Regions from separate parts of the Sus scrofa genome. Here region 1 is linked to region 2. The links are chromatin contacts, called in public Hi-C maps. All regions are on one chromosome and are shown on one strand. Each heading gives the region's core, a stretch centred on a gene start, on an enhancer-like site or on the middle of the called end of the contact. The rest is flanking DNA. Distances are from core to core; before and after follow the strand shown.

Region 1 (6,748 bases), core at 333-2,832, 62 kb after region 2:
TCCCCCATCCAGGCCCCCTGCCTAGACCCCTGCAAAGGAGTCAGAGGAGATGCGCCTGGGTGCCGCATTCCCAGGGAGCCTCTGCCTTGGGGAGAACTAACCAGAAAAACACCTGGAGAGGTGGGACCTGAGCGGTCCCTTCAGCCACAATCATTCCACCAAGTCGACTGCCCACCTCCTCTCTTCTCCACTCTTCAGCCCCAGCCGCTCCTCCAGCTTTGCACATCCCCAGCCTCCAACTCTGAGGGGCGTGGGAAAGCTGAAAGGGGGTTGGGTTTCGTGCCTTTCCTGGCAGAGAGCAGTGGAACTGGACAAGGTGGGGCACGGAAACTGCCTAGGAAGGAGGGGTCAGCGGCTCCTTGACGGCTGGTGGCTGTGGGACTGCGGGCAGCGGAATACCTCCTCCTCTAGAGCTGGGCCAGGGAGCGATAGTCAGAAATCAAAGCCGGGACCTCCAGGAGTGGAGGCAGAAGCCCCGCCCCGGCCCGCCCCACATCCTCAGGAGGAAGCACAGGCGCTCAGGATAGGGTGGGCGCAAGAGCTTGCCGGGACAGTCCGGAGTTAGGGCTCCCTCCAACCGCTCACCCCAGTAGCTCAGCAAACTGAACGAAGGTGGCACGCAGCCGTCCAACCCGAGCTCGCCAAGTCGCGGTCCGAGCGCTTACCTCTGCGCCGCGGTGCTGGCGTCCAGGATGCCCGCGCCCTGCATCCAGGAGCGCACCGAGCCCAGGCCCGCAGGCAACAGCGGCTCCTCCTTGAGATTCAGCCCGCCTCGGGGCAGAGCGTCCTGCGCAGGGAACATAAGGGCGCGCAGTCGGTGGGCGCCCCCACTGCCCGGATCCGGTCCCGCCGAGGCTGCGGGGCGTCTCAGCTCCGCCCGCCCGACGGCACCGGGCGCCCGCAGGAGTGCAGCGCAGCGCCAGTCCCGGCGGCTCAGTGCGCACTAGCCTCCTGGGCGCTCCCTCGGAGAAAGCGGGTCGGCGAGCGCCGGCGCTGTCCCCTCCCCTCCCGGGGCGCGGGGCGGGGAGATGGAGGGATTCCCCCGCGGCCTGAGCGCTGGCGGGCGGACTGCGAGCGGGGTGGGGAGGGCGAGGAGAGGACCCGGCACCCGGTCCGCTCAGAGGCGCCCCAGCGGCGCGCTCTGGCGGCTGCCCAGGGCCGCGGTCGTCGGAGGGGGGGAGGCCCGAGCGCCCCGGGAACTGCCTCTGGCGAGGCGGGGGCACGGGGCTGCCCGCCCTTTCCCCCTCGTCGCCCCCACCTCCCGCCTGCCCGCCCGCCCGCGGCGCCGGCGCGGGGCGCTGATTACCATCCGGGAGGCGGAGGCTGCAGGCGCGGAGCTCGGCGGCGGCGGCGGCGGCGACAGCGGCGGCAGGGGAGGCAGGAGCAGCAGCAGCCTCGCGTCCCGGGGAAACACAGGGGCAACGCCGGGCCAGCAGACGCCGCCGCCGCCGCCGGCGCCCCGCGTGCCTCGGCGCCCGGGCCCTGCCGCAGCCCCGGGCGGCAGCACCTGGAGCAGCAGCAGCAGCAACCCGGCCGACTCCCCCCGGGGCCCGGTTCCCGCGCCTCCCCGCCGCGGCCGCCGCCGCCCGCCGCTCCCCGGGGCCTGGCCGCGGGCCCGGGCCATCCCGCCACCGCCGCCGCCGCCGCCGCTCCCGGGGGAGCGGGAGCCGAAGGGAGGGAGAGCGGGCGGGAGGAGGGATGGCGGGAGCCGGCGGGCCCAGGGGACTGGGGGCCGGGGGAGGCGGGGGCGGGGCGGCGCGGCCGGCCGAGGGGCGGCCAGGGACGTGACATCATCGGGGGAGGAGCGGCCGGGTCCGGGCCGCCGCGGCGGGGCGGACCCTGGTGAGTCCGTCGCCGGGGCCGGGGGCTGCGGCCTGGCCGAGGCCGCGGGAAGGAGCCGGGGGGACCAGCTCGGGCCCGGGAGGCCCGGGCAAGGAGCAGTCGGGGCTGCGCGGCCGGGGAGCGGGGCCAAAGCCGGAGGAGCGTGCTGTGCCGCTCTCAGAAGCCTCCTCCGCCTCCAGGTCGCCTCTGGACCGTGCCCGGGCTTCCTCTCGGTTCATCCTTGTCTCCCAGCCACCCGCCCTACGCTCCACACCGACGCCCAGGACCTGCAGTTGCCGCTCATTTCGACGCCTTCGGGCTTTGACTCTTGATGTTCTCTGCTGGCGCCGGCCGCCCTCCCAGCATTTCCCCTGACCTCGGGTTAACCTCAGCCTGGGACCCAAACCTTTCTCTCTTAGGCTGGGCCCCAGACACGCCGCCGAGCGCTGTCCCTGCACCCCTCATCCTCAGGCCAGGTCTTGGCTTGCCTACAACTAAAGCATTTTCGTTTCCAACCTCTGCCTTTCAGACACTTCTTGGGTTCTGGTGCAAGTTGGTCACTAAGTTAGGACTCAGATCCCAGCTCACTTCTTCTGTCTCCCCAGCCAAAGAATCTCCCCTCTCAGATTTCATTATGCTTTTATTAGTTCCTGGCCCAGAAATCTTCTTGCCCTAGACCCAAAGGCTGAGCCTTTTTGCCCCTTTCCCCACATTCTGGCCTGGTGTGTCCTGGCCAGGCTTTGAACAAGCCCAGAATGAGTCCAGCACTTTCCTGAAGAACAGCATTAGGGGTGGCCTGCTTCACTCCCTGGAATATTATTTTCATGCCCCAGCTGACTCCCAACTCCCGTTTTTTTTTTTTTGCGGGGGTGGGGGGTGGGGGGTGGTTTCCAAGTGTGCACTTGGTGGTCCACCTCATGCGGTGGACCTCTGACCTCTGCTGGGTTTTCCTACCATCCCAGAGGCACCCACCTCCTCTCTTGACCTCTGCCCTCTACCATCCCCCTCGCGACGGCCCCCTCCTCATTACCTGCAAGGACCTCAGTCCCACCCAGATTTTTCAAGGTCTCAGTTTTTATCCCAGTTGAGATCAAAGGTAGTCTCTCCTTAAGGTGAATTCTTATTTCAGTCTCCTTCCCTTTCTTTCCTTTTCTTTTTTTCTTTCTCTCTCTTGTTTTTTGTTTTTTAGGGCCACTCCAGTGGCCTATGGAAGTTCCCGGGCTAGGGATCGAATCGGAGCTGTAGCCACTGGCCTACACCACAGCCACAGCAACACCAGATCTGAGCCATGTCTGCGACCTATACCACAGCTCAGGGCAACACCGGATCCTTAACCCACTGAGCAAGGCCAGGGATCGAACCCACAACCTCATGGTTCCTAGTCGGATTTGTTAACCACTGCGCCACAACGGGAACTCCTCTTTCATTCTTTTTTTTTTTTTTTTTTTTATTATTATCATTTTTGGCTGCCCTGCCGCATATGGAGTTCCTGGGCCTGGGATGAGATGTGAGCCCCATTTGCAACCCATGCAGTATTGGTCGACTTCAGATCCTTAACCCACTGTGCCAGGCCAGGGATCAAACCTGTACGACCCAGTGCTCCAGAGACGCTGGAGATCCCATTGCACCACAGTGGGAATTCCTTCAGTCTCTCTCCATCCCCTTATCTGACTCTCTAAATCCATGCTCCTCCCAACATGGTCCCTGGACCAGCAGCTTCAGCATTATGCAGGGGCTTGTTAGAAATGCAGAATCTTAGGCCCTGCCCTGACCTGCTAAATCATAACCTACCTTTTTAACACACTTGTAGGGAATTCACGTACACATTACATTTGAGAAGCAATGCTCTAGGGAACCCCCCCACCCCAGGCTGTTCTGTGCTTACTGTGCTCCCTTACCAATCTTCAGACCTGCCTCTGGCTCTCTAAATTTCCAGCAGATACCCTACCTCTTCTTTACTGGAGAGATTACAAGCAGAATCCTGCTGTCGTTCTCAGCCGTCTGCATTTTTCGTTCTTTCTCAGTCTTTTCACCCATTCTCTTCTCCCCCTGCTCCCCAGAGAAGCATGTGTGCTCAGGGACATCTTTGCTCAGTCCCATCTTCTGCTCCTCCTGATGTTCCGTCTGATCTGTTGATCTTCCTTCTTTACTCTGCTCAGACCTCCCAACTCTTAAAAGAACCTCGCTTTGTCCCCGCTGCCTCCTCCTCCAACTTGTGCCCCTCCTGTTTCTAACCAAGTCCACAGGCGTATTCCACCAAGGCTGACTTTGCCAGCCCCCAGCAAGCCACTCTTGAAGCCCTAGTGGTCTGGGTCCCTTCCAATGTTGCTGCTGTTTGCTCTTCTCTCTGCCTGAGGCCCTCTGACCCCCCCATGCAGCACTGGGCTCTCTGCATCCCCTCCTCCACACCTCTGGGAAGGCCATCCTGATGATCGGAGCACCCCATCTCTCCTCTTAGCTCTCCGTGCACCCAGCCTGCTGTGTCTTGCTCCCATCTCCCTTTCTTCAAGAACTCATGCTTTTCCACCGTCTGAGAGGCCATCTTTGGGGAAATGATGCCCTAGTGTGGGCTTCCATCTGCTTCTGTCCTGAACATCTCCTGGTGAGGACAGGGCTGACCTTGACCCTTGTGGAGGCAGGGAAGCCCTACCTCCAGGGAGCGGTCCTCTCCCAAGTAGCTCTGCCCCTGGGCTGGGGGTGGGGCTGCTTCATCTCCACGTGCCCAAGCCACACTCATGCCCATTGGCCACAAGCCAGCTCTCCTCCTGCCTCCCCTGAGTCTGTCCATGGCACCTCCTTCTGATGTGCAACTACCTGCTGCGCTCGGGGCCCAGAAGTTCATCTCTGATACTTTCCTCGCCCTGCCCACAGCCACGTGTTGGTCAGGTCTTAAGAAATCTCCCTCCATGTGCTTCTCCCTCCCCTAATGGTCACAGTGAAGATCTTTAACAGTGAAGCTTACTTGTTCTCCGCTGGCTTGGAGGAGGGAGCTGCCCCAGTTTGCTGACATCCTCCTTAGCTATCTTCCTGCACTCTAGCTGTCCGCTCCCGTCCATCCTCCTGCCACAGTTTTATTTATTTTTATTTTTATTTTTTTGTCTTTTTGCCATTTCTTGGTCCGCTCCCGCGGCATATGGAGGTTCCCAGGTCAGGGGTCTAATCGGAGCTGTAGCCACCAGCCTACACCACAGCCACGGCAACGCGGGATCTGAGCTGCCTCTGCATCAGCTCACGGCAATGCTGGATCCTTAACACATTGAGCAAGGTCAGGAGTCGAACCTGCAACCTCATGGTTCCTAGTTGGATTCGTTAACCACTGAGCCACAACAGGAACTCCTGCCACAGTTTTAAAAAGCAGGCCATTATCTGCTTAGAAACTTCTAAGTGTCTATCATGGCTTAGTAGACATTTAGGGACTCAGTTTAGGGACATTCCAGGGCCTCGGATGCAAATGTTCTTCCTTCTAACCCCTTGCTGTTGAGTCCCTTGCTTGTCTGACACAGATCTTGCTGTTTCCCGAATGCAGACATGAGTCCCACACTCTCTACACCCGCCCCCCCCCAGCTTTGATGCCTTCATCTTTGTAACACCTTTCTTCTCTCAGAGGCAATGAGGTCCACATTCTTTTTTGTAATGCCTGAAGGGCTTTGGTGTTGCAACTCTTCATGGTCCTAGAAGACTCTTCCCAAGGTAGATTGGAGGGGTAGGTGCTCAGAATTAACCCCGGGCAGAAAGGGGAGTTGCTCAACACAGGAAAGTGGTACTGAACTAAGGCCAGTCTCAATGGGCTCCTGACTGCTGCAGGCTTCTAGTCTATATTAACCACATGGAGTAGGAAGAAAGCAACAAGGATTGTTTTCAATGCATCCCAAGCCTGCAGCCCCTGGGAAGGGCCTCCCAATTACAGTTGCTGAACCAAGGGACAGGGCCCTGGGTGATGAGGGTACCAACTGGGCCCAGTGGGTGGAAGGCCAGTGGGCAAATTCTGGGTCAGCTTTTAGGGTCAGAGGTAAGTACCTTTGCTTTATTTAAAAAATTTTTTAAAAATATTTATTTATTTATTTTGCCTTTTAGGGCTGCACTCGTGGCATATGGAGGTTCCCAGGCTAGGGATCACATTGGAGCTGCAGCTGCTGGCCTACGCCACAGCCACAGCAACGCAGGATCTGAACTGCATCTTTGACCTACACCACAGCTCATGGCAATGCCGGATCCTTAACCCACTGAGCGAGGCCAGGGATTGAACCCACAACCTCATGGTTCCTAGTTGGATTTGTTTCTGCTGCACCATGATGGGAACTCCAGTATCTTTACTATAGTTTCAGCAAGTCTGTTTCTTGGAACTCTCTCTGAATTTTTATTTTGTATTATTTGTCTTCGTTCCTTTGACAAAGTTCTCCTCTCAAACTGTTGTAGCTTTTCCATGAGAAAGGGCTTTGGGGGCCTGCTTTAGCTATGTTCACAGACAGCTGGGGGTGGGGTGGCAACAGATAGAGGATGTTTTGTCCAAGCCCACAGAGAAAGCCAGTCTTCTCTGGCCCAGGCAGAGGCTCACCCCAGACCACCAACCCAGAGCCTCTGACCTCATCCTTCTCCATCATAGACATTTGTGCTTACACCACAAATAATTTTAAAAAAATCAGCAGAACTCTTGCTCTCTCTCGTCCCCCCCTCCCTCTCCAAAGAGAGTGCAACACCACAGAAAACAGATCCAAAGCTGCACATCAGGCAGAAGTGCCCTTGGCCAGATTGTGTGTTGGGCCATAGCGCCCCCTGGAGGCCCCAGAGTGTCAGGTCAACACCTAGATCCACTTCAGGTCAACTTCCCAAATGTGAAATAAAATATAGGAAGAATTGGAGTTCCTTTAGTGGCTCAATGGTAACAAATCTGAATAGTAACCATGAGGTTTCGGGTTCAATCCCTGGC
Region 2 (6,903 bases), core at 2,116-4,615:
ACCAGAGGGAACTCCCTACAGCTGGTCTTTTTTTTTTTTTTTTTTTTTTTTTTGTCTTTTTAGGGCCATATCCACAACATATGGAGGTTCTCAGGATAGGGATCAAATCAGAGCTATAGCCACCAGCCTATGGAGCTGTAGCGCCAGCCTACGCCACAGCCACAGCCACACTGGATCCGAGCCATGTCTGCAACCTACACCACAGCTCACAGGAATGCTGGATCCTTAACCCACTGAGCGAGGCCAAGGATCGAACCTGCGTCCTTGTGGATACTAGTCAGATTTGTTTCCACTGAGCCATGATGGGAACTCAAGCAGCTGGTCAATTTTAAAGAAAAGTACAGAGATACACATACTCAGATCTTCCTGGGTTTTTTTTGTTTGTTTGTTTTTTTTAGGGCCACACCCAAGGCATATGTAGGTTCCCAGGCTAGGGGGTTGAATCAGAACTATGGCAATGCTGGATGCTTAATGCACTGAGTGAGGCCAGAGATCAAACCCGCAACCTCGTGGTTACTAGGCAGATTTGCTTCCACTGTGCCACAGTGGGCACTCCAGACCTTCCTGTTCTTTAATCCCCCAGCCCCTACGGCTGTGGCTTGCTCTCCTGGGTATAGCCAGGGATCCTCCGACACACAGCCTTTGTCTGCCCCCTCCTTCCTGCAGCCTCCTCTCCTGGCAGGTCCTGCCCAGAGACTCTCTGGATCCCCCTTTCTCCATCCTCATCAGGACCCCATTCCCTGCCTTTCTCTTCTAAAGACCAAGACGACTACGATTTGAGTGTTGTCCAAGCAGTAGGCAATGGGGTGAGGGTGGGGGGCTTCTGGAAAGAAACCGGTAGCCTGAGAAAGCTGCTTTTTGGCATCAGAACACACTCCCACCCTGCCTTGGTACAGTGATACTTTCTTTTCTTTCTTTTTTTTTTTTTGCTATTTCTTGGGCCGCTCCCGCGGCACATGGAGGTTCCCAGGCTAGGGGTCTAATCGGAGCTGTAGCCACTGACCTACACCAGAGCCACGGCAACGCCGGATCCTTAACCCACTGAGCAAGCGCAGGGACCGAACCCGCAACCTCATGGTTCCTAGTCGGATTCGTTAACCACTGCGCCAAGATGGGAACTCTGGTACAGTGATACTTTCAACATTGGCCTCTGTTCCAAAGGTACTCGGCCCCGTGGATCACTGTCTCCTTTAAGACAATGCTGATTGCTAGCTGAGGAGGCCCGTGGAGCTCTGTGGAGGGCTTGAGATGAATGCCAGAAAATGTACTATATCTTTCAAGGCCCAGAGCTCACAGCCGTATTTTGTAGCTTGGGTAGTACTGGGAGTTGTGGGTCAGTCCATGGCAGCTGGCGGCTGAAGCAGAAGACTAAAGGGGGGCCCAAGCAGAGAGCCTCTGGCAGGGACAGCTCTAGATGTCGTTACAGGTACATCCTGGCAAACTCAATGAGAATGATGCCCCACTGAGCTTTGCTACAGAGCACTGGGCACAAGGGGAGTGGATGGGGACTGGACAGGACCGTACCACCAGATAGGACCGAAGTTAGGCCAGTCTGGGGTATCCCCAGCTGATGGTGGAGTGGGGCTTAACCAGCTGCAGAGTTCTTGACTCTCAGTGTGAATGGGAAGACCCCGGGCAGTTGGCTTTGCTCAGTGGGGCAGTGTGTTCCTCCACTGTTGACTGCACTGTGTGTTGGTGGAGAAGGGGGAGCTGGTGTCCCAAACTCCACCAGCTTCAATGGGGGGGGGCACCCTGAGAGAGGCAGTAAGAATACTGCCCAGAACTGAAGGGAAGTGGGAGCAGTGGAGCCTGGCCTCAGCAAAGGGGAGACAGGAGTCTTGGGGGGACACCTGAGGGTCATGTTCTGTGTGGACACTGGCATATGGGGCTTCTGGTCCCAGAAGCTGAGCCCATACCGGCAGAATAGAGCCAGACTCAAACCCACAGCCAAAAAGAGCAGTTCCCAGGATGCAGGCATAGTTGGGAAGGCTAGGCAGGTGGCCAATTATGTTGGTCTTCAGCAATTGCAAACATAAAATGGGGACAGGTGAAGGAATGGCAGGAAAAGCCACAACCAGCTCCTTCGGGGTGAGCCTTCCTCATTCCTCTGGCACAGCAGTGTCTCCCAGGACTCAAGGACCAATCTCCCTTACAACTCATGGGGAAGCTCCTTGCAGGTGAGCAGGGGTGGAACTCTCTCCCAAGCCAGGCGTTTTGCAAACAGCAGGTGCTTCATATATCTCTGCTGAATAGCTAAACTATAAGCAGACAAGCTGTTCTGGAACTTGGTGTTGGAAGGAGGGACTTAAGGGCAGGGCAAAATGGTAAAAGCATAAATGTCCTTTTGCTCATCTACCCATCTCCGAACTGCTCCCCTCCACCTTGGCCCCAAGAAGCTAGACAGAAGATGGTTAGCGACCACAGGCAGTGCTGCAGTGCAAAGTGACATACCCCTGCACTGTGTCTGGGCCGTTTATGCACAGTGGTGCATTCAGGTCTGAGAACAATCCTAGGCAACGGGTGATACGGATTCCATTTTACAGAGAGGAAACGGAACTTGCTGAATGTCAGACAGCCCCTGATTTGCATAATCAAACTCTGAATCCAGGTGTCTGACCACACAGAAGTCACTCGCTCTGCCCAACCAGACTGCTGAGAGCCACGTTTTTTGACACCTGCCTCTCCTGGGGGGCCAGAGGGGCCAGGTAGAAACCTACTTTTCGTGAGCCCTGAGTTCCCTCAGGCTTCCGGCAGGGGGCACCAGCCTCCTCCTGAAGTCCTGGCATAAGATGGAGAGGTGGCGGTCCACTAGGTTTAAGCTGGAGGTCCCCGAGTTAAAGCCCGTTTCAGGAAGAGGGGAGGGCTAGAAGCGATGTGGACAACCGCTGTCAGCAAAGAGAGCTAAAGGGGCAAAAAAGATGCCCCGGCTCCAGGGTTGCGGGGTAGATCTCCAACGGCAGAGAGAGGCTGCACACAGAGAGGGCTGCCCTTGCCTCCGAGGGCAAGGCGAAGGTCGAAGCTCATAGGACAGGTGTGCCGGGAGCTCCCGCCCACCCGCCATGGGCTAGGAGGGGGCTGGGCTGAGTCCCGTTCTGCTCCCCTGGGCCGGTCGGTCCCTTCCACCCCAGGGCAGGGGACACTCACTGGCGAAGGGTGAGGTGGCCGTGGAACCATTGAGGAAGCTGGGGGATCCCGGCACGCCGAGGCCGGCCACGCCTGGCGTCCCATAGCCGCCGAGGCCAGCTCCGAGGCCACCGCCATAGCTGCTCTGCTGCGAGCCCGGGCTGGGCGCGAACCCGCGGGGGGATGCGCTGCCGCAGCTGCGCGCATAGCCTGCGAGAGAGCGGCCGTCAGGGGCGCTGCGCCGGCAGGGAAAGGGTCATCTGGGCGGTGGGGGCATCGGGACGCACCCGGCTCCGGCCCCGGCGTGGCGTCCCCGACGGCGATGGCCAGCGGGCTGCTGAAGGCGTTGATGCCAACGACGGCAGGATGCGGGTGGCTGGGGGCCAAGGGTCCCAGAGGCGCGGGCGCGCGGGGCGCGCTGTACAGAGCCTCGGCCACGTCCGCCGCGCGCTTCAGGAGGAGCTCCTGCGAAGACAAGAGCGGGCACGGCCGGGGCAGCCGCGGGCGCCGGGAGAGGGGCAGTCCCGGGCCGGGCGGCGCGGGGAGGCGGGCGGAGGCGCCATACCTGGTTGCTGCTGGGCACTCCGTACAGGGCCTCCGCCAGGTCGGCCGCCCGCTTCAGCAGCACTTCCTGGGGGCAGGGGAGGAGACAGCCGGACGGAGGGGCGGCCCCTGGGGGCGACGGAGGGGCCCGAAGCCGCCCCCCACCCTTGGGCCACCGGCCACCCTCATCCCCGCCCCGCCGCGCCCCACTGCCCACCTTGGGCAGCCTCTCCGGGTCTCCGGGGTGTCTGGGAATGACTTTCTGTAGCCTCTGGAATCCGTAGTCAATGGTGGGCTCATTCAGGGCTGAGGAGAAGGGCGGCGTTTGGAGGGCGTCTCTCCCAGCACCTGCGCAGGGCCAAGCCCGCCCGCAACCTGTACCGGCGCCTTGCGGCAGACCTCCTCCACCAAGCCCGGCCCACACCTCTCAGAAAACTCCGGGCACACAGAAACAGCGAGATTTGGCAAGTTTCCTCAGTTCTTTTCGTGCTCATTCATTCCACAAATGTTTACTGAGCCCGGGGCCCTATGCCAGCTACTTGACATTAACACACATGTGCTATATGATCCCATTTGTGATTAGAAGAAAGGCAACCATACATGCATATTAACTTTAATATTCCTAAGGGCAGGGCTGGAGAGTTTTGTCTGTGTTTGGTCTTTTCAGTAGTAAATTATTTATTATAAAAAAAGAAAAATCCCAGGGAGTTCCCCTGTGGTGCAGAGGGTTAAGGATTGAACGTTGTCACTGCAGTGGCTTGGGTTGCTGCTGCAGCTGATTGGATCCCTGGCCCGGGAACTTTGGCTTGGGTTCAGCCAAAAAAAAGAAGGAAGGAAGGAAGGAAAGAAAGAAAGGAGAGAAGGAGGAAGGAGAAACGAAAAAAGAAAAACTCCAAACAATCTCCATTTAGCACAGTTTACGTGGGCTCTCAGCAGCACCTGACTGTCGGATCTGACCAGCAGAGGTATGCCTGTGTCTCAGGGAAGGGGCTGGCCCACGCCCAGGGCTCTGGGGTGGACACAGCAGCCCCTGGGCCAGGCTCCAGAAGCCTTCCTCCTCTCCTCCTCCTATAGCTTGGCCTCGACCTATCTCACCAGCCTCAATGTCCTTCCTACCATCTCCAACTCTAGATTTAGTGAATTTCTTCGCATTCCCCCTCAAATGCAAGCTGCTCATTCCTGGGGCTTTGCACTTGCTGCTCCTGCTCCTGGAGGCCTTTCCCTCCTCACTTCTGCCTCCTACTCACTCCTGTGGTTCCAGCTTAGCTGTGTAGCCCACACTCCCGCCTGGAGGTTTTCTTTGACAACCACCAGCTCCTCCACTGTGGAACTCCACCCACCCCACCCTGTGTTCACTGCTCGGGCCCCCCTCACTCTTCTTCCTTTTTTTTTTTTTTTTTTTTTTTTTTGTCTTTTTGCCATTTTCTTGGGCCACTCTCGCGGCATATGGAGGTTCCCAGGCTAGGGGTCAAATTGGAGCTGTAGCCGCTGGTCTACACCAGAGCCACAACAACGTGGGATCCGAGCCGCGTCTGCAACCTACAACACAGCTCATGGCAACGCCAAATCCTTAACCCACTGTGCAAGGCCAGGGATCGAACCTGCAACCTCAAGGTTCCTAGTCGGATTTGTTAACCACTGAGCCACGACGGGAACTCCCCCTCTCACTCTTCTACTGGAGCTCTCCTACAGTAAGTAGGGTCACTCCTGAGTGTCCAGTGCCCCATGAAGGGCAAGCTGAATATCTGCTGGGTGGGGTAGGGTATGGGGAGAAGTGCCGGGAGGATGGAGGTGGAGAGGCTATTGGCCACTAGTCAGGTCGAGCCAGGAAGGTGGCGGGGGGGGGGGGGTGAAGCCACATCTTCAGGAGTAGTTTCACTCCTGTCTTGTGTTAACTTCCCCCGCCCCAGCTTCGTGAAAGGTGTGTGTGTGTGTTTCTGTGCATGCAGAGTGAAGCCTAGGGTGGCTTGGGGGAACCAAGAGACCCGGGAAGATTCGGTGAGCTGCAAGCTATTTGGGGACATCTTTGAAATAAACATCGGGGGGGGGGAGCGGTCCTAGACACGGGGAGTAGAGAAGGTGAAGGGTGGGTGAGGATGGGATTGGCCGAGGCAGGGAGAGAGCCCCGGCCAGGATCCTGAGGAGATGGAGGCCGGGGAGGGAAACAATCGGAAGTGCAGCGCAAGGTGGTGAAGTCTGGAGACGAGGCGTCGCGGGTGCCGGCGGAGGGGGAGCAGGCGCCTAGGGGGCGTGGCCACACCGCAGCCAATCGCTGACTCCGACGCCAGGCGTTCCTTCCCACAACCCTGGGCACCCCCTCCAGCGCCTGATTCCTTACCTGTGTAGACAAAGCGGCCGGGGGCTCCCTTGCAAAATTGCTTGGACTTGTAGGACAGGGTCACCTCCACCACCCCGGGGATGTGCCTCGGGGGTGTCTGCACCCGTATGGCGTGGGGCGTGATGAGCTGCGAGGGGAGAGGGGAGGCCTGCAGGTTCCGACCCGGCGAGGGCAGGGTCCAGTCCCGGGCCGGGAGGGAGACAGGCGGGAGCGGCCCACCTCACTCCACACGAGCACGTTCCCAAACACGACCTGCAACCCGTCGAAGAAGTTGTCGCCGATGACGATGACGGTGGCGCCGCCCGTGGTCCAGCCCTCCCCGGGGCTGATGGCTTTGATGCAGGGGGTGGCAGCTGGGAGGCAGGAGAGGAGCCAGGTCAGGGGCTGTGCCAAGGTGGGGACTGGGGCTGGCTGGGCCCATGGCAGCCGGGGCTGGGCCAGGGTTTCCTGACCTTCGGAGGGGTCCAGGCGGCGCGCCCTGCGGCCATGCTTGGAGTTGTTATGCACAAACATGTTGTCAGACACGGCCAGCACGTGTCCATCTACGCTCACCGTCGTGGACACCACCACCTGTGGGGAGAGCCGAGGCCAGCCTGGCTGGGGCTCCCGGTGAGGGACTGCTGTGGGGTACTGGCAACTTGAGGCCGGTGGCTGGATGCTGGAATTCTAGGTCACTAGCATGGGGAAGGCACCTCAGGGGCTGAGCTGGTGGAAGGGGGGCCAGGTGAGTCAGAAGACACTCTCAGATGCACAATCTCTGGCTGCCTACTGGAAGTGATCCCCAGGAACTAGGAAAATCAAAAGCCCTGAAAAGAAAACCTTTGACTCCTTGGGCCGAGGGGCTACTGTTTTTGCACCCCACATGCACCACAGGCTGTATCCCTGGGGCTCCAAGGCAG

What was found. A called contact is a pair of places that touch in the nucleus more often than the background predicts.
Region 1: a Hi-C map of omental adipose tissue shows a contact between it and region 2, with 1.6 times the contacts expected there. The contact joins the promoter of EBF4 here to the enhancer-like site in region 2. A contact is called at or near these places in 1 of 5 promoter capture datasets (fetal skeletal muscle), 15 of 47 Hi-C or Micro-C datasets (alveolar macrophages, brain, embryonic fibroblasts and 9 more) and 1 of 2 datasets of contacts at active chromatin or transcription factors (skeletal muscle).

The regions. Positions count from the first base shown.
Region 1 is chr17:32,943,041-32,949,788 of Sscrofa11.1, forward strand. EBF4 (transcription factor COE4) reads right to left here and starts at 1,583. Exons shown (of 18, transcript XM_021077750.1): 1 at 1,307-1,583; 2 at 666-787. The coding sequence starts at 1,309.
Region 2 is chr17:32,879,351-32,886,253 of Sscrofa11.1, forward strand. EBF4 (transcription factor COE4) reads right to left here. Exons shown (of 18, transcript XM_021077750.1): 9 at 6,457-6,574; 10 at 6,224-6,357; 11 at 6,005-6,131; 12 at 3,884-4,014; 13 at 3,689-3,754; 14 at 3,411-3,588; 15 at 3,145-3,333. Among named protein-coding and RNA genes, the nearest start is that of CPXM1, 38 kb to the left of the region's middle. Within about 2 kb of position 3,366, at least 3 of the 83 cell types and tissues checked have an H3K27ac peak or open chromatin away from gene starts, as enhancers often do. A contact at or near this core is called in omental adipose tissue and undifferentiated spermatogonia, where this site is marked.